Linked DNA regions of Capra hircus: region 2 is linked to region 1. The links are chromatin contacts, called in public Hi-C maps. All regions are on one chromosome and are shown on one strand. Each heading gives the region's core, a stretch centred on a gene start, on an enhancer-like site or on the middle of the called end of the contact. The rest is flanking DNA. Distances are from core to core; before and after follow the strand shown.

What was found. A called contact is a pair of places that touch in the nucleus more often than the background predicts.
Region 2: a contact with region 1 is called in a Hi-C map of liver, with 3 times the contacts expected there. The contact joins the promoter of FAM166B here to the enhancer-like site in region 1. A contact is called at or near these places in 2 of 5 Hi-C or Micro-C datasets (blood and liver).

What each region holds. Positions count from the first base shown.
Region 1 is chr8:59,510,388-59,517,395 of ARS1.2, reverse strand. It overlaps LOC102178625 (phospholipid-transporting ATPase FetA), which reads right to left. Exons shown (of 26, transcript XM_018052119.1): 17 at 4,905-5,016; 18 at 4,406-4,511; 19 at 3,885-4,032; 20 at 3,183-3,366; 21 at 1,347-1,570; 22 at 8-91. Among named protein-coding and RNA genes, the nearest start is that of RUSC2, 20 kb to the left of the region's middle. Within about 2 kb of position 3,270, at least 1 of the 5 cell types and tissues checked has an H3K27ac peak or open chromatin away from gene starts, as enhancers often do.
Region 2 is chr8:59,596,884-59,603,891 of ARS1.2, reverse strand. FAM166B (protein FAM166B) reads left to right here and starts at 3,057. Exons shown (of 6, transcript XM_005683833.3): 1 at 3,057-3,979; 2 at 4,360-4,583; 3 at 4,671-4,888; 4 at 5,089-5,140; 5 at 5,217-5,414; 6 at 5,742-5,999. The coding sequence starts at 3,918. The coding sequence ends at 5,830. It overlaps RUSC2 (iporin), which reads right to left. Exons shown (of 12, transcript XM_018052129.1): 10 at 6,946-7,008; 11 at 6,716-6,853; 12 at 5,934-6,632. The coding sequence ends at 6,431.

The sequences.
Region 1 (7,008 bases), core at 2,021-4,520:
TGCTTACCTGATCAAACAGACTCAAGCCCAGGACAGGGAGGGAGGTGTAGATCAGGTTGTAGAAAGTGATAAACCAGGTATCATAAACCGTCTGGAAGAACACCAAGGAGATTTCTTAGGAGGTTTCTCTTTTCCAAAGTCTCAGCTCTACCTCCCAGCTTTAAGAGAACCCCTTCTGCCCTCCACCTGCTCATCACCGTGATAACCTAGAACATGGTTTGGATTTCTGAAATCTGACTGAGAAAGCTGACTGCAGACTCTGGTCCCTGGGCCCTAGGCTGGGGCAAGGCCACATTACACTTGTTTGGCCAATCTGATGAGGCTGATTTAGACCAACTCTACCATGACCTGTACTGCTCCTCTCTGCATGGAAAGGACCCAGGGTGGCTGTTAGGGAACGCTGAGTGTACCCCTGCACTCCCAGGCATGTAAGCCTCTGTGTTCTTTATCTGCTTTACGGCATTCAGTAGCTCCTATAACCCTGGACACCTTCTGACACTGGCAAGCAGAACAGACCCATGAGCCTACAGTAGGCTACTTTCTTTCCTAGCCACAAGAGGTCAGCAGTAACATGTACATATACATACACCTCCCACAAGCCAGACTGATGTTACTAGACACTAGGGGCAGACAAGCTCACTATTGTCTGCTGACTGGTCTGTTTTCCTGGAGCCTAAGGTCACAAAGGTAATAGGGATCTCCCAAGATGATCGTTCCAGAGGTTGTTTCTCTTTGGGAATCCTGAGAAACTATTTATAGGAAAAAGGAATTCTCATAGAACATCAACATCCAAGGGCTGCTTCTCCCCACTTCTGTGGAGATTTCACACTCATTAGAGCAACAACAGTGTTTGGCAGGGTGGTATGTCTGGGTGAGGAAGGAGAAGTAAAGAGAAGCTGTGTTTCCAAGTGTGGCTACAGGTAAATGCCAGAACTGGCATGTCTGGCAAGACCCAAAGGCCTCCTGACGCTTAGCCTGTTCCATAAAGATTACTCTGGATCCTAAAAAACTCTCAGATCCAGGAATCTCACCCCCACCACCCCCATCTCCATTACATATGTTTGGAAATTCTAGGTCTCTATGTCATGGGAAAGATGAAAATATCTTCTGGGAGAGTTCTGTGGGTAGAAGTCAAGGCTGAGTCAGAGCCAGGACAGAGTTTAGAAGTCTAAGGTTAAGTGCAGGATTAGGAGATGGGATCATCATGGGTGAGGAGTATAAAGGATGGATGGTGCCATGTCATACACAGGTCTCCAGAAGGGAAAAAGGGTCTGAACTGGCTGAGGTGGAGGAAGATTAGAGAAGACCCACTTGAACAGAGTAGAGAATGCCATTTGAGCACTTACCTGTGCAGAGAACCCACTGTAGAAGGCATACCAGACGTGCACCAGCGTGAAGGCAAAGTTTTTGTAAAAGAAGTAGCTTAGAAACTTGCACATGCGATTATAGGACCAGCGGCCATGAACCAGGAGCAGACGCTGAAGATAGCGAAACTGGGAGAAGGCGTAGTCGCTGCTGAGCATGGCCTGCATCCCCTCCTGGCCACTGATGCCGACCCCAATGTGGGCAGCTGCAAAGGAACCCCGGCAAATTCTCAGCCTAAGAGTTTGCTCTCTGGGCTCCCCGCCTGGGAAGTGTGCGATTAAGGCTGAGATCGGGTTTCATGTACCTCTTATTTTACACCTGAAAAACACTGGTAGGCCCAGCTGAAGCGGTATTTACTTAACGGAGTCTTTTCTCCTTAGTGGATTTCCCTTCCCCCACAAGTCAGAAAACAGCCCCTTCATTCACGCTTTGTTTTGGATGCTGCCCCTCGAGATTACCAGGTATGGCTAGCATTATTGTAGATGTCTGTCCTTGATGGTCTTCGTACTTACTATAGCCATCTGGGCTCTCCCCTACTGCCAAGATCCTCAGGTAACAAATTTCTTGTTATCTCCTGAGGCCACTTAAAGATTCAGGATGGATATCAACCTAACACATTGTTTATTTATCTAAGTTTATCTAAGGAGCTAAACTTCAACTGTTGGGAGAACAGTGATGGACATACTTTGTTAGCAAGAAATTAGTTCTTCAGGAAGCTTAAGGTGTCTTTTTCTGGATAAAGCAAGGGAGACTCGGGTTCAATCCCTGGGTCAGGAAGATTCCCTGGAGAAGGGAATGGCTATGCACTCCAGTATTCTTGCTTACAGAATTCCACGGACAGAGGAGCCTAGTGAGCTACAGGTCATGGGGTTGCATAGAGTCAGACACGTCGAGCAACTAACACTTTCACTTTTATGCTTGATGGAAGATAAGACCTAAATTTCTAAAAGTTTTAATTGGCCTGTGGTAGTATAGATTAAATTCTTTGATCTTCTGGTACATACCTATTACACTGCTTAACAGAATAACTAAAACCTCTGAGGCCCTAAAAGTTAAAGAAGTTCTAGAAACTGGAGAAAGAGAGCAAGAACACTTCCTAGTGTTGAAACTGAGGCTGGCATATATGCTAGTGTCTTCAGTATGGGAGAGAGGTTGGGCTAGAGGACCCCTAGGTGTGATCACAGCTCACAGAACTATAAGCTGCTGGAGGCTAACAGCGTTCAGCTGAAATTAACACCAGTTTCAGCCATTTGCTTCTATTACTCTGAAGCATCAGAAAGTTTGCTATTCTTCTCCAGCCAGGGGAGTCAGGGAAAGCTCTTGGGAATAATGCCTCAGAGAGGAAAAGATCCCTGGATCAGGCTGCACAGCTAATTCCCTGGTTGGGCAGCCCTGCTGTCTGCCTAACATTGCTCAACTCTACAGCCTTCAAGAAAGGAACCAACCATGACTCCGGTCCCACGGTCCTTTCTGTGGGCTTTGATGCCATCTCAACAAGATGGGTGTTGTGGTTGCACAGCTTGTTCTCTGAGTATGTGCTTGTGTTCTTGTTGGAGCCGTGGGTATCTGAGTGCATGAGTTACATGCATGAGTCTGAATGTGTGTGCACGACTGTATGTAATGCTGTATAAATAAGTGGGTACTCAGGTGCCGAGGAACATGAATGAAGTTGCAAAACAGTATAAATGTACAATACATACAGGAGATATGCAGGAGAATGAACCAGAAGCACAGTGCCATGCACATCTGTTTTGCCCATGGAAGAAGGAAAGGGTGAGCCCATGGCTAGGCACTACTGCCCCCGAGCCCTCACATGCCTTTGATCATGCTGACGTCATTGGCCCCATCCCCGATGGCCAGCGTCACCACCTTCTTGTACTTCTTCACCAGTTCTACCACCTGGGCCTTCTGGAGGGGCGTCATCCGGCAGCAGATCACCCCCTTGCACATGCACGCCGTCCGCAGCAGTTCCAACTCCAGGTTTCCTTCTAGAGCGTGGGCCTGCAGCGCCAGGACACATCTACATTCCAGGCTGCCCCAAAAGCTCTTGGGACAGAACCTTCCTCGGCCCTCTCTTTCCCCTCCATTCTCCCCTCTCAGGCAGAGCTGCTCCCAAGATGCTCCATTCCCAGTGAAGCCAAGCCCCCAAGTCAGTTCTAGGCATCCTGACCCAGCTTCCAGTGGGAAACCATGAGAGTCTCTCACTGGGTCAAATTGGTTGACTGGGTTATAAGGCCCAGAGACCTTTTGGAGGACCTGGTTCTGCTCACTTCCCCCCTTCCTCAAGTAATGGGCCACACCAGCAGTGAAGAATTTGGAGAAGGAAGGAATAAGCCCTTGGCTTCTCTTTCCTCATTACTCCTGCCTAGAGAAGGCCAGGGAAAGGTGTCTCACAGGGAGGGGGACTAGGGTAACTCAAGGAATAGCAAAAGGATCTTGAAATTTCCCTGAAGTGGGTTGGACCTAGGAAAAGAGCTCCTTGGAAGAAGAGAACAGAGTTGTAGATCTGTGTTGCCCACCAGACTGTAGCCATTGATGATTAAGCCATAGCTGCCACTGGGCACCTCCTCAGGTATTTTGAAGGGTGGCTGGGGCTTTGTGGTGAGGTAACTGTTTACGGGGTCTGATTCCAATAGAGAGCCAGGTTTCATCTTTTCCCTTGCTGACCTGTAAGTCAAGAGTGATGATTAATGTCTGACCAGAAGCCCTAGAGCTTAGGAAGGAAAAGGTGTCCCAAAGTGAAAATGGGCCAGATGGATGCAGAACCTCTGCAGAGTACCTCCCAGGGCCTCAGACGCAACCATCTTCTGAGACCTGCCCCCGCCTTGCGTGTTATCTACACATGACACTTCTCCACTTCCGCGGACTCCTTGAGCTCTAATGCTTCTTCACAAAATTCTCTCAGATATTTTAGGATTTTTGTTTTGCCCTCCCCCACTTCTTCTCTGTCCCTTCTGGTACTGTGGGAGGCATACTGAGGGAAGAGATGGGTGGGAAATCTTGGTTCCAGTGACAGGCTGTGGCAGTTCGTCCCTCATACCTGAGTTCTCCTCCAACAGTCTCACCATTGTTGCCTTCCACGATAAATATCTCATCCATCTCATCCTCGAATATGTTACAGGCATAGGCAATGTTCACAGCAGTCTCTGCAGGGCAAGGGGGAACACAGGTCGCATTCGGCTGGGACAGGGTCTTTACAGTTCACAGGCATAAGGTGCAGACACACGGGCTGCAGACCCCATGTGTCCTCATTTGCCATGGATGCATTTGAACGTGTTTTTCATGAGTCAGTAGAGACTATATTCAAACATCCACAGGACAGACTTGTAAGTTATCAATCAATAACTAGGATCATTCTGGCTTAGCTTCCTCTAGGAAGCTTTCCTTATTACTTAAAGCAATTCCAGTCTGTACTCACTTCTCCAGGCAATCTGGATATACTTCCTTGAATAGTACTGTGCCCATTTCTATGCTAGATTTTATGGGGGACTGAGATATATTTAGGCTGTAGCATTGGTCAGGCAAGGAACTCCCCTTACCTTGCTTGTCTCCAGTTAAAACCCAAATTTTAATTTTGGCTTTGTTCAGAGTGAGGATCGTCTCAGGTACTCCATCCTGCAGCTTGTCTTCTATGGCTGTGGCCCCTAACAGCTTCGAACAGAGATATCAGTGAGAGAGGGAAAGGAAGAGACTCATGGCATTTTGTTGTTGATCAGTAGCTCAGTCATATCTGACTCTTTGTGACCCCATGGATTGCAGCACACCAGGCTTCCCTGTCCCTCACTATCTCCTACAGTTTGCTCAACTCATATCCATTGAGTCGATGCCATCCAACCATCATCCTCTGTCACCCCCTTCTCCTCCTGCCTTCAATCCTTCCCAGCATTTAGTGGTACCCAACAACTTGACTGGCACCTTAGTATCCTCTTTAGTAAGCTGGCTCTGTCCTGGCACGAGGGCCTCAATGGCATAAAACTCACGACCTTCTGCCCTTCAACAGACACACTTCTTCAATCACACACTGACATCAAATTTAGAAACAGAATATAAGGAATCAAAGAGGGAAAAGACTGACTAAGTCGTACATGAAGCTTTGTGCCACTTCTAAACCCTCTGTTTCTCAACACACTTTTCCCTCTCCCTTGCTTTCAGAGCACGTTTCCTGGCTTTGGTCTCCAAAAGTGGTATGTCTCAGACAAGGGACGCCCAAATCCAACTCTAGCTTTCCAGCTCTAAAAGAGTTCGGATGAACTTCATTTGTTTGTATCTACTGAGAGTTTCTAAGGTTTTCAAGGCCTTTCCCACACTAGATCAAAAGCATGTTGGTCCACACCATGCTTTCTTCTCCGTGATATCCTACTGATCACAGGGATGGGCACCAACACTGAGTCTGAGGAACTGACAGACGGACAAACTACTGACTGATTGCTGCTGGGCCTCTAAAAGGACAGACTAGAAACACTCACCACAGAGCTAACAATGGAAGGAGATTTGTGACCTTTGGCATCTCTAAATTTTCCCGTTTAGTAACAGCAATTTCTCTTATTTTTACGAAACTAATTTTATTTATTTATTTTTGGCTGTGCTGGGTCTTCATTGCTGTCTGGGCTTTTTTCTAGTTGTGGTGCGCAGGCTTCTCACTGTGGCAGCTTCTCTTGATGAGGAGTACGGCCTCTAGGGCAGGCAGGCTTCAGTAGTTGCAACACATGGGCTCAATAGTTGTGGCTCCCAGGCTCTAGAGCGCAGGCTTGGTAGTTGTGGCACAGGAGCTTAGTTGCTCCATGGAGTGTGGGATCTTCCCTGATCGGGGACTGAAACCATGTCTCCTTCACTGGCGGATGAATTCTTAACCACTAGACCACAGCAATTTCTCTTTTTATAGCAGAGCATGTATCAATCTGGTCAAAAATTTTGGGGTCATCCTTAACTTTTTTTTTTTCGTTTTTAAAATTTATTTATTTATTATTTTTAAAAATTTTATTTTTACTTTATTTTACTTTACAATACTGTATTGGTTTTGCCATACATTGACATGAATCCACCACGGGTGTATACGAGCTCCCAATCCTGAATCCCCCTCTCACCTCCCACTTAACTTTTTTTTTTTTTTTATCATATTCTATAATCCACCAGCAAATTCTGCTGGCTCTACTGTTTAAAAATGTACATAATTTGACCATTTCTCACCACTTCCACTACTTCTATCTGATCCAAGCCATCATCATTTCTCTCTGGTACTATTGCAGTTACTTTCTACTTGGTCTCCCTGTGTCTGCACTTGCTCCTTTACAGCATAATCCCCACATGGCAGTCAGACTAATCATTGTAAAAGCTATCACATCACTCCTCTGGTTGAGCTCTTCAGTGGTTTTCCATGTCTCATGTAAGTCTTTATACCAGCCTGTCAAGACTTGCTACTGCTTCTCTGTTTCAGGTACTTTTAATCTCTCCTCCTTGCTTACACTGTATCAGTCACATCAGCTGCCTTGCTCTTCAACTAACAAATTAGGTCTGCTCCTGTTTCAGGGTCCTTGCTTTTACTATTCCTTCTTTCTGGAAAACTGACTCCCCAGAGATCTGCTTGGCTTGCACCTTCTTCAAATCTCTGCTCAGATATATTTTTCATAGTGAAGACCAAGTGCC
Region 2 (7,008 bases), core at 1,808-4,307, 87 kb before region 1:
CTCAGAGACATATTCATATGGGAAAGGCAAAAAAAATAAAAAAATAAAAAAGCTTGTTTCTGTTTTATTTTACCAGCTTTTAAAGTAGTGAGTTGGTTCTCTAGCATCCTCCAACAGTGGCCAATGAGGTGTTTTTTGTAGTATCATCATAAACTCATAATTTAATACATATATGATATGTCTTAATCACTGGCAATTAAAAAAAGTTTTTGAGTTTTAAACTGTCCTATTTTGGCCACTGGACACATTCAAGCTGGCTTCTGAGTCCTTTTGACATGACTCTTAAGGTTTCTTGCTCTTTGATATAATAAAATGTTCTAGTCTCATTTTGTGAATTGCTAGACTGGAGCTGCTATCAGTTATTTTTTCCAGTGATTCATGATTCCTTTTCATTGGAAATGGTATTTAGAAACCTCAATATGGGTAATTTTTGTGTGACCCTTAGGAAGAGCAGTTAAATGGATATATTCATATCCTATTCCTTTTAAAATAGTCTCTTCCACTATCTCTTTATTTTGAAAAAATTCCAAACATGCAGAAAAGCTGAAGGAATACACAGTGAACATCTGTATGTGCATGCTAAGTTGCTTCAGTCGTGTCTGACTCTTTTCTACCCCATGGACTGTAGCCTGCCAGGTTCCTCTGTCCATGGGGATTCTTCGGTCAAGAATACTGGAGTGTGTTGCCATGCCCTCCTCCAGGGGACCTTCCCAACCCAGGGATCAAACCTGCGTCTCCAGCAACTTCTGCATTGCAAGTGGATTCTTTACCGCTGAGCCACCAGGAAAGTCTGAATAACTGAATAACCCTCAGCTCAATTCAACAATTGTTATTTTGTTATGTTTGTTCTGTCTCTCTCTGATAAAAAATTGTATGGTGTGGTATTTGATATAGTATGGTTATACTGTACTATTTAGTATGATTTTTTATTGTACCATTTGAAAGTACATTGCAGGCATTATGACACTTCATTAGTGTTATCTTCCAAGGTAATTTTCTATGTAACCATAATACCATTATCACATCTTGAATTACTTTCTTCATTTAGTTCCTTTTTTTTTTTTTTGTGGGGGTAGGGGGTGCACTTGCATGATCTTAGCCCCTCAACCAGGGGTAGAACCCAAGCCCTTAGCAGTGAGAGCTCAGAATCCTAATCACTGGACCACCAGGGAATTCCCCTTCCTTTAGTTTTTTGATTCTCCTATTTTATTGGTTCCTTCTGGGGCTCTTTTGCTGATTCTTCTTCATTATGCATGATTCAGCTACCTTATCCTACTCAATGAGGTAGTAACATTAGCTTACCATTTTATAGATGAGAATACTGGGGTCTGATGAAATGAATTTAGCCAGGGTCTGTATCTCTAGTGACTAGGATTTGAACTAGTGTTTTCGTTTTGTTTTATATTATGATACCTTTGACTCTAAGTGAAAGAGAAGTTGGAAGTGGCCTTAACAATAATGAAATCACTTCATAAGAAGGATGGTTAATTCTGAGACTCTACATTACCATCAAGGATCTAGGCCTTTCTATTCTACCATCCACCCTGGATGGATTAAGGCTTTATCTGGAGGTTAGCTTAGCTTTCCGCAAGATTTATGATTCCTGCCAAAGTTCCAACATCATATTCACAGAATTTCTCAAGGCAGGAAAAGACATTCCTTTTTGTCCATCTCTCTTTCTCTAATTTGTTGTGCATCTTTTTTAAGAGCAAAGAAACTTTCCCTAGGACCCTCCTTCATCCCAGCAGACTTGCTCTCATATTGTTCAGATTGCCACAAGCCCAAACCTAACCAGTCATTGGCAAGGGAAACGGGACCACTATGATGGGCTTAGACTAATCAAGACGCATTCCTATGGCTGGTTCTGAGCTTCCCTGAAGCTCCTGACTGCTTGGCAGAACAAAATTGAAGTCCTGTTAGGAAGAAGGGAGATGGGGGTAGGGAATAGGTATGAAGTGTGCAACCAACAGTGTCTGTTACAGAATCCAGGTTGTTAGCCTTGACATACTTCTGCTATTCTAGGCTCTGCCTTCAGCTCCCTCCCTCACTCCAGCATACTTCCTGTGAGCCACGCCCCCTACAGTTCTAGCTCTCATGACACATACCAAGGTTGTCCTTGGCAGAACAGTGAGGAACGTGAAATTTATTCTTTGGTGCCCAGTGCTCTTGTGCAAGCCGAAGAAGTCAGTGACACGTGCTTCGTCAGCCCTGGCACTGGCCGTGGGGGCAGGGAGGGGAGGAGGGCAGAGGTTCTGCCTTCTGGAAAGGTAGCATCCCCCAGATCTCTTTTTCTTGGTCTATACTTCTCTTAGAATCTGAATGGTTTTGGTAACAAATTCTAATTTGCCTCCTAGTTTTAACATTACCTTCATATCTCCTTCCCCTGAACTCCCACATTGAGGAAACCTGTATCCACTGAATTTACTAACCATTCACTGATCTCCCCTTTGTATTAGAAATTTAGAGATAATACTAAACAATTGGAAATGAAATTAAGTTTTAGAAGCTGTGTGCCAGGTGATGGGGTAAGTCTTTTCACACACACTATCTGTGTTCTTTTTTTTAAATTAATTTAATTGGAGGCTCATTACTTTACAATATTGTAGTGGTTTTTACCATACATTGACATGAATCAGCCACGGGTGTACATGTGTTCCCCAACCTGAGCCCCCCTCCTACTTCCCTCCCCATCCCATCCCTCAGGGTCATCCCGGTGCACCAACCCTGAGCACCCTGTCTCATGCATCAAACCTGGACTGGCGATCTATTTCACATATGATAATATACATGTTTCAGTGCTATTCTCTCAAATCATCCCACCTTCACCTTCTCCCACAGAGTCCAAAAGACTGTTCTTTACATCTGTGTCTTTTGCTCTCTCATAGGGTCATCATTACCATCTTTCTGAATTCCATATATATGTGTTAGTACACTGTATCAGTATTTTTCTTTCTGACTGACTTTACTCTGTATAATAGACTCCAGTTTCATCCACCTCATTAGAACTGATTCAAATGCATTCTTTTTTATGGCTGAGTAATATTCCATCATGTGTGTGTACCACAGCTGTCTTATCCATTCATCTGCTGATGGACATCTAGGTTGCTTCCATGTCCTGGCTATTGTCAACAGTGCCGCGGTGACTGACTGTATTCTTAACAGCATCTTGGTAGGCTAGACTATTTTTGCTTTCCTGTTAAGAGTTTAGGGATTTTAGGTTCAGAGGGAGCCACCTGCTTACAGTTAAAGGCCGCTAACTATTAGGAGCTCGTGGCTGCCTGACCTCACACCTATGCCCTTTCTCCTACCCCACCACTCTGGCTTCATGGTTTTTATTGTTACAAAGCATGTTTGTATACATTAATCTGAGGCTCGCAACAGTGGCAGGGTGAGTAGTAGTACCTGCATTTTATAAATGAGGATAGGAGGCTTCAGAGGTACTAAATGTCACTGCTTAGAGGTCTTTTGGTTCCTTTATCCCCTATCACCTCCCCTCTGGGCTTTCCTAGGAAATCACCTTCCACCAAGACTGAGAGAGAGGAGAATCCACATCTCCTCAGACAGGTGCTCAGAGAGGGGCTTAGGAATGGCGCAATGGATCTATCAGGTTTTGCTCCCCTGCCTCCCACTCAAGGGCTTCCTTCCGTCCTGCAGCGGGGAGGCTGTCTGTACTCAGCCTTCTCCCTGCCCCCAGGTGGCAGGACTGCATTTGTTCAGGAGCAGACAGACCAGCGAGCCTCTGCTCTCCTGGTCTGCTGGTCTTGGCCCTGGCCGTCATCACACCAGGGCTCCCGCCCCCTCTCCCCTCTGAGCCCCGCCTCCTGCCGCTGGCTCAGCCTCCCAGCCCTGGACACAGTTAGTACACACAGCCCAGAGGCTGAGCTCAAGGAGAAACAAAAGGAACTGCCAGGGTCCCCATGGCTATGGCCAGCACCTTCATACCAGGACTGAACCCCCAGAACCCTCATTATATCCCAGGGTAAGAGCATACCCGTTTGCTTCTGGGAGGAGAGGTAATAAGGATATAGAGTTGTGCCACCTCGGCCTTGGGGGCCAAGTGGACATTGTGGTATGGGCGGCTTATGGATGGGTTATCTATGATGTTGCATGGAAAAGGAAAAGCAAAGGAATAGTAGGAACCGGGCCTGCTGTGAAGCTTTGTGTTGTACTCTCCATGGCAACAGGGTAACAGCCGAGGGGAAGGTTGAAAACCCAGACACAGTACTAAGAAATGCCTGCTCCAAATATACACACAGCAGAGTCCAGAAATGATCAGGGGCTCAGCGGTCTCTGCTCCTCTGTCTGGGGATGGTGAGGCAGGGGGACTCTGGAGGTGAGCAGGTGAGACTTGTGCTGCAGGTACACTGGACACTGCCCACTACTTCGGTTCAGCATGGGCCAGACCTACGGAGAGATGACTGGGCAGCTACTTCGAGGCTCTCCTGGCCTCGCCTGGCCCCCCGCCCACCGCACACTTCTGCCTCCCATTCGGCCTCCAAGATCCCCCGAGCCTCGCAGGAGAAGCCTGCCTGTCAGGCGTGGACACGAAAGGCTCAGCTCCAGCATGGTCCCCGGGTACACAGGTTCGGATACGGGTATGAACAGGGTCCCCCATCCCAGAACACGGGCCCCACGCTCTAATGCATCTCCTTTGTCCCCTGCCCACCTAGGTTTTGTGCCACAGGCACAGTTCATCTTTGCCAAGAACTGCAGCCAGGTCTGGGCTGAGGCTCTGAATGGTTTTACTCAGTGGAGTGGAGGACAGGGGAGTCAGGAGCTGCCCAAAGAGGCCAAGGGAGAAAAAGACGTGGAGAAAGACCAAGAGCCAAAGCCGGGGGCAGAGCTGGAGGCAGAAAAGGAGCCGGAGCTGGGGCAGGAGGCGGAACAAGTGAGATGGAGAAGGCTGAGGCAGGACCCAGCGGTGGGAGCGGGGAGCCCCTGCCTCTGTGCGGCCGGGCCTGCGGCGGCCATGTGTAGGCTGGCTGTGGGTGCAGGGCCAGGCCACCAGCCCCACTGCCCTGGGAGCTTGTGCTATAACCCAGGGGCTGAATTTGTTTGCCGTTTCTCCTCTATCAATCTCCTCACAAGGCTTCGCCTTATTCCATGGATGACAGAGACCCTGGCAAGTTCTTCATGTCAGGTGAGAGGATGTGGGCAATGACCAGAGGCCTGGGGATGTGCCCAGAAGGTACCGACTGAGTGTTCCCGCCCCCCAGGCTTCACTGGTTATGTGCCCCGTGCTCGCTTCCTCTTCGGCTCCAGCTTTCCTGTGCTCAGCAACCAGGCGCTGCAGGAGTTTGGAAAGATGAAGTCACCGGGCAGGTCCCAGAAGGATCCTAAGCATCTCCCCGCACTGTCCCGGACCTACCCTCAGCGCCTGGGCCTTTTACCTAAATACGGGGGCTATGTCCCAGGTGAGCATGGCCCAGGAGGGAGGCTTTGGGGACTGGGATATTTGTGTGTGTGTGTGTGTGTGTGTGTGTGTGTGTGTGTGTGTGAGTGTGTGAGTGTGAGTGAGTGATAGATGGAGGTGGTTTGGGGGATGGGAACTAGTAGATACAGGGAGGGGTCCTTGGATCGTGAGGTTTGGCTTTATCACTGGCAGAAAAGGAACTGACATAGCTCCTAGTGGGGAGTGAGGACCAGAGTTTGGAGGATAACTTGGAGGTTCTGGGTAACTGGCTGAGAAATAACTTTTCTGTGCCTCTGGCTACAGATGACAGACTCTTTTGGCCACACAGGGTATAAGTTCCAGTTCGGCCGCACGTATGGGCATCTCACCCAGGATGCTCTGGCTCTCAGCGCCCTCCAGAAGCAGCTCCTGGTGTAGGTACCTGGCATTTAAGTTCTCTCTTCCCTTGTCATCCTATCCCAGCCATCCTTTTGGAAAGAAGAAAGGCGGGTTGGCAGGAGGAAGCACAAAGAGAGAACAGTTTGGAGGCCGAGCACCTTTTTTATTAATAGGTGTAATAAATAAATAAATAAATACATAAACAGAAGCCTGGGCTCCTCCTCCCTCCTTGACCGCCAGGCACTGGCCACAGCCTATTTACAGCTGGGGGCTTAGGGAACTGGCCCCAATACTGTCACACAACCTCCTCACCACCTGGCTGAGGGAACCCTGCAAGTGGGCCTTCTGGTCACCTCCCTCCACAGGGAAGTACCTGTCTGCACCCATGGGAGGACTGGCCAGATTGGCTGGGGAGACTCTGGCAGCCCAGTGCTGCATCCCTTCCCTCCTCTCCTGGGGGAAGGCCTGACGAGGTCACTGGGACAGGTAATGGGGAGTAATTAATACTGAGCACAGGGATATGTGGCCCCCAGCTCTCGGTCTACTCTCTGTAACCAGGCCAGACGGCTTGGGAAGCACTCTTAGGCGATGAGCCTGGGGGCTGTGAGGGTCCCTGAGGCCACCAGCATGCACAGGGCCTCAGTTCTGGCTGCTTCCAGGGCTTGGACTTGGAGTTGGGGTCAGAGTCACGTAGGCCAGGGGCACCAGGCCGGTGTCTGAGCCGCGGCTGCAGCGCAGCCAGTCCGCCCCGGCTGGCCCCAGCACCCGCAGGGTGTCTCCCTTGCGGAAGCTCAGCTGTCCAGGGCCTGTGGCCAGATGGTGGCACAGCGCCTTCACCTCACTGGGGAGACAACAAATGGAGGTCAGAGAAAGCCCATCCCGAGCCAGCCTCAGCCCCTCAACCCTCCGGTCTCCCTGTCTCACCATGGAGGCTTGGAAGGCAGGCCTGGAGAGGGTGGCTCCTGCAGACAGTCCTTGGGCTCTGGCTCCCGGCGGGCACCCACTGTTTGCGCCACGAGCTGGAACACAGACTTGTCCAGGCTGAGCCAGTCCGAGGGCAGCCTAGGGGACAGTGGCCAGGGCTCTGGCTTCATCTGTGCCAGTTTTAGAGCAGGCTCTCCACTCCCTAGTCCCCACCAGGGGCCACCTCTTACCTATTTGTGGGTCGGGCCTCCCGCTGAGCCTTCCGGGACCCAAAGAGGTGTCCCCACTTGATG